Linked DNA regions of Mus musculus: region 1 is linked to region 2. The links are chromatin contacts, called in public Hi-C maps. All regions are on one chromosome and are shown on one strand. The core of a region is the stretch at or near the end of the contact, and the rest is flanking DNA. Distances in the headings are between cores, read along the strand shown.

Region 1 (2,875 bases), core at 153-2,652, 42 kb before region 2:
GTTTCCTAGGAGACCATAATTGCCCAAGCATCCCTAAACCTGAGCAGCAGTGACAGGCTCCAAGTATATATACAGGCAGCCAGAATGAGACTCTAGAGTCTGTTAGACAGGTCAGAAGGGATCAGCACACACTTGGGAGGCTTAAAGGACTCTGTGTTCAAAATGAACCAACTCTGGCTCCTGCTCCTTGACCTCCCTCATCTGTTAAGTGAGAGCAGAGTGGACAAGTCTTCAGGTTGCTCCCCAGGAAGCAACTACAGAAATTGTGTCCACTTCCAGTGATCAAAATAACATAATCTCCTTTACATGTTCTCATTAGGTAGAGCCTAGTACTCTGTGTAAATATTTAATAAAATATTTCCTGACTTGAGCATGCCCTAACTGGGGAATAGCCTATCTCTGGGACACTAGAGTGAGCTGACTCCATAATACAGACCCTTCGACTAGACAAAGGAAAGAACTACACAGGACCCATCATGGTTTCTTAAAACCATTTCCAGGTGTTTTAAATGTACCTAGATCGTGATGATAAAACAATAAGAAATGCTCGGAGCACCAAGTCTCCCGGATATAATTAGATTCAATGGGAGCTTGGCAATTTACTTGTCCGCATTAACAATCTGTTCATATGGGTGTGATACAAACCACAGGAAACAGATACAACGCTCTGGAAGATTACAAGCCATCAGCAGCAACCTATAAAAGTAAGATGTCAACTTAATTGTCTCAGGGAAAGATGAGTTCCATAACAGTCTTTGTTAGAACTCATACACAGAGCACCGTCCCACCTGCACGCAGCAAAGTTCAAAGCAAAGCAGGGAGTGGGGGCCGGCAAAGAGGGGGGGTGGCGGGGGGGTCAAAGGCGCTTGTGAGTTTTCTTTGCCTTTCAAGTCTCCTGATTTCCTCTATCATACCGTTTGAACAGATGTGTAGAGTGTAGAAAGGACGTCCAGCAGTCTATCTGCCTACACAGTGAGAATGTGCATCCAGTTCTCAGAGGACCCGCTATGCAGCTGAGTGTAGGGAGGGTGCACTATCCTACCTGCCGTAGGTCTGGGGACTTGGAGCAGTGCTGCAAAGTGAGAATCGATCTGGGAGGCAGTCAAAGCTGCGGGCAGCCCCAGACAGTAACAGCTCATAATGCAAACCTAAAAGCTATTTTTCTATTCTTTAAATCTGGTTTCTGATTGTTAATGACACATCAAATAGACGGAGAAGGTAAATTTTAAAAAGGAGGGTATCTATATGAATCGCATATAGCCTTTTATTTTGGTAAGTAAAACTTTTGGGGTGGAAAACTATAACCATTTGAGATGGTCATTGTCTGTAGTTAGGGTAGCACACACAGTCAGGAATCTGAGCTCATACCTTCTCCTCTCCACCCGCAGACTGGCACAGTATCAGAAGGAGCCAATCATTCTAGAGTGTACTTGGCAGACTTCAGGCCACCATCTTAAGAAACAGGAGACTGCTTTATCTCAGGGCACTGTAAACAACACTTTCCACCCCAGGAGAAACGTAAAACTGTTACTGAGGTCAGTGAGAAGGGTCTGTGGCCTGCCTCAGAAGCAAGCATCTCTATGCAAGCAGGCTAGACTCCAAAGCCTCTGGAGCCCTCCAGGATAGCCAGGGAGATAAGCATCGCACAGAGAGGCACTGTGAAACTCTCCTTGCAGGGAAGTAGGAGACCCTGGTGCAGATAGAGCTCTCTCCACGCCCTCAGAGCTAGGTGCTATTTTTCAGACTGGAAAGAACGCTTTAAAAAAAATATTTTCAGTCTCTTTGTTAAACAAAGGAAAAGGTGACAGACATAGTGCCACTGCTCTTTGAATGACACTCCAGAAAAGCAAACACTCACCTCACACTTAGAAAAGCAGTGGGGAGAGAGGGACCCCGGTTTATTCTACATGTGGCCGTCCATAAATAACCCTGAGGTAATACTTCACTTCTGCAGTGGCCTCTCAGAAGGCCTGCTGGCATGGCGTACGTAGCAGACCTGACTGCCAATACAGTACTTTGCACTTCTTGTATTTCAGTGCTAGGCAGGCAGTCTGGGGGGTGGGGTGGGGTAACCAACTATGCCCTTTTGGAACAAAGCAAACCCTGCTGGATGGAGAGGAGGGACCCCCCTGCTTGTCTCTGCAGGCGCTATCATAGGGACTGTGTGCCACTTCCCTGGACTTGATCTTTCATTTAAACAATGAATCAAACCCAGACACGGCATGGCTCTGCAGGGTAACGTGTGTGCACGCTGTTCATGTCCTGTGTACAAAGCAGGACCTCGTATAATAAAACCAAGGAGATGGCCAAAAGAAAACTGGGCTCCAGAGCAAAAGGTTCCCTGCGACTGGGTCTCCCAGAAGGATGAGTGCAGATGCTTGCTGGGCTCAGGGAGGGCAGTTCAGGGGGCGGGGCGGGGCGGGGGCGGGGCTGGAGCTGGAGCTGGGAAGTGCTTATTTAGGACAGATTGACTGTCCTAAATAACTGTTCTCCGAGCTCATTTGCTTCCTGTGACCCCAGGCCTCAAGGAGATGCCTCCCTACCTGCCTTCCTACACAGGTTGGCCCTAAAGAGTTAGGTTAGGTACAGCCTTCATCCACAGCGGTGAGACGCAATAGAGAGCAAACCCCAACTCTGTATCTCCTTAAGAAGCAGCCTCCTCCAAGAGGGTCCCCTAAGAGTCCACAGCCATCTATTCAGACTACACAAATTCAGTCAGATACAGGGGTTGTTAAATTGGGCAATTATAAGAATTCCAAATACACACACACACACACACACACACACGTATATGTAAATATATATACATATATATACACACACACACATCGTTAAGAGTTAAGATTTATTCATTGTATATACGTGAGTACACTGT
Region 2 (2,700 bases), core at 51-2,550:
AGGGAAGAGCAGGACTGAGGAGGTGTGGCAAAAGATGGTTGTTTCTGGAGAATTGGAGGGGTGATCAAAGTTAAAGATAGATGAGTGGATGGATGTATGGATCAACAGACAGACATACAGGACCGGCCAGCCTAGTCAAAATGGAAGTGGTAGAGAACGGCAGGACAGATGGCATGTCCACCTAATGAGAGGATGGGTTCTGCCTCACATATGAACAGGTTTGGGGGAGAAGATGTAAGGACTGAGCTTGGAAAGCGACTTAAGGTGCCCACAAGAAGTTTGAAGTAAGGATGTGGGGCAGAGGAATGTATGTGATGGGATGTAGTCAAGAACTGGTAAAGTAGGAACTGACAGCTAGGCAGAGTCCCTGGGAAACAGAGAAGTTGTTAAAGAAGAATAAAACAAACGAGTGGGCCACGGGGATCCACGGCTAGTCCCTCTACTTCTAATCACAAACTACTTGCACATACACGTGCGGACAAGCTTACACATTCCCACACAGTGGCGCCATGTCACTGGGATACATTCTTACCTTAGCCACTGGCACACTCCTATTAGTCGCCACGTCGCACAAACTGGAGGTAGAGCTGCCTGCGGCCGCTGAGAGAAAGACCGGAGAACACGGGGGACTGCCTGTCGCCCCTCCAGCGCCACCAGCGAGCGCTGAGAACGTACCGGGGCCCGGGCGCGCGGGAGGGCTGCTCCCCGGGCTGGCACCCGTGCGGGGCCTCTGGCGGATGCCATCCAGCAGGCGCACTAGCAGTATGTTGGCGGGCAGCTCGTCCACACCGCAGCCCACCAGGATGCGGCACTCGGGACAACGTAGTTCGTGGCGCGAGCACACGATGCTCTCCAGACAGCGTCGGCAGAAGGTGTGCTGGCATGGCAACACCTTGGCCGTAGTGTCCAGGCGCTCCAGGCACACAGAGCATTCCAGCAAATCCAGCAGCGATGATTCGTCCATATCCTCTTCAGTCCTCGCCTGGGCCCCCCTCTGCTGCTCACCCTGCCTGTCCTCGCCCTCGCCCCGAGCTGCGGTGGCCGCCGCCTTGGACGCGCACAGCCAGGACGCCCCAAGCAGCATGGGGGAGGCGCCAGCGCGGGCCCAGCGAGCCGCCTAAGTCTAGCAGCCAGAGCCCGGCCCGCCGAGGAGAGCGGGCATTTGCGCCTAGCCCGGGCAGTCGCCGTCAATAAACAGGGTTCGGTCCCCGCGCGGCGCGTGCTGACAGCCCGAGGCACTAGCCTCCACGATTTGCAAAGTGACACGCCGAGCCTGCCCGCGAGGCAGGCACCGGAGTTCCGGAGCCCCGAGGCAACTCCAGCCAGCCGAGCCCAATCAGCCTACGCGCGCGCACCGCCGCTGCGGGCAACACCTGTGCTGCCGCGCCGCCCGCGCCCGGGAGCCCAGCAGCGGGGAGTGCAGGGAGAGGCCGGCCAGGTCCCCAGGGAGACCGGGGCGCGGCGTGCACGCTCCCCCGCGCCGCAGGCGAGCCGCACCGCCCCCCTCGGCGCCTCCATGCGCCCTCGGGCTGCCAGAGCACCGCCGCCTTGCTCAACTAGCTCAGCCGGATCTCGTCCCTGGGTCGCGGGACCATGTGCGGGGGACGCGCAGAGGTCACAGTCACTGCGGGGGTGTTGGGAAACGGACACCTCTCCTGCCTTGGAGCTTCTCCCTTTAGGCCACCTCCGGGGCTCCGGAGAACTTCCCCTGCGCAGGCTTGGCCCTGTCCCCTCTGGACGCCAGACTCTGGATTCTCCGCGAGCTTCAGGAAGGGACGTTTCTTCTCAACGCCTCCGCGAAGGAAAGTTTGGGAGCATCATCCCGACTGCTTTCTTAGCCAGCGCTGGAGAGCAGCCGGAGGACGCATCAGACACCCAGGCATCCTTCTGGACGACTCCAGGGAGCACTCTTGCTTGTGTCCCCTCTCCTGCCAGCATGCCCAAGTGACAGCTGTGGGTATAGGTGCGGGGGTGTCCCTTGAGGCGAGAAGGGAAGTCGCTGGAGATGGCCGGGTCGGGGGCTGCCGGGGCCGCGACTACTCCTTCGGGAAGCCGGCTGCCCTCTCCAGAATCACTGATGTGTGACTGACGCCGCCGCCCACGCGCCAGCACACCCTGGCCGAGCGCCGCGCCCCTGGCGGCGCGGTGAAAGACTCCAGCGCCCGCTCTGGTGAGCTCTGATGAACCCAGCTCCAAATATTCCTCGGGAGGCTCAAAAGAGGGGGAATGTGCGCTCCTTCCCGATGCCCGGGGTTCTGGGAGCGTCAGAGCGACGGAAGTACGTACGAGGACCTGGAGCAGCAGGGAAGTTTGGCGGTGGGCTGCGGTCGGTGTACAAGATTTCTTACCGTGTGCTGCCCCCTGGTGGGCCCCTCGTGTTCCCAACGCTCTCGAGCCCCGCACAGGCAAAGGTCCAGAAAGCTGGATGATGCACAGCTGGGAGATGCCAGGGCAAGCATCCAAAGTGGTGTGGATGCCCCTCCTGCCGGTTGGGCTGCCCTGTTGTTTGTGAAGCTGAATGTCACTTTTCTTCGTTTTTAGGGAGAAAAAAATTTTGCTGATACTTAAATGCCAACATAATATCTGCATTGTTTTAATGCTCTTAAACAACCCTGTGAAATAATTGCTTTAACTTCATTACACGGGTAAGGAAATTGATTCTCATTATTATGAAGCCATTTTATTAAATGTGGTTTTTGT

The links. A called contact is a pair of places that touch in the nucleus more often than the background predicts.
Region 1: a Hi-C map of cortical neurons shows a contact between it and region 2, with 2.0 times the contacts expected there. The contact joins the enhancer-like site here to the promoter of Sh3rf3 in region 2. A contact is called at or near these places in 1 of 39 promoter capture datasets (3T3-L1-derived adipocytes), 1 of 15 datasets of contacts at CTCF or cohesin (the NIH/3T3 cell line), 2 of 484 Hi-C or Micro-C datasets (both in cortical neurons), 1 of 115 datasets of contacts at active chromatin or transcription factors (embryonic stem cells) and 3 of 9 other capture datasets (adipose tissue, liver and pancreatic islet).

The regions. Positions count from the first base shown.
Region 1 is chr10:58,854,133-58,857,007 of GRCm38.p6, reverse strand. The region is part of intron 1 of Sh3rf3 (SH3 domain containing ring finger 3); the gene reads right to left. Among named protein-coding and RNA genes, the nearest start is that of Sh3rf3, 42 kb to the right of the region's middle. Within about 2 kb of position 1,402, at least 29 of the 459 cell types and tissues checked have an H3K27ac peak or open chromatin away from gene starts, as enhancers often do. A contact at or near this core is called in cortical neurons, where this site is marked.
Region 2 is chr10:58,811,959-58,814,658 of GRCm38.p6, reverse strand. Sh3rf3 (SH3 domain containing ring finger 3) reads right to left here and starts at 1,300. Exons shown (of 10, transcript NM_172788.3): 1 at 533-1,300. The coding sequence starts at 1,084.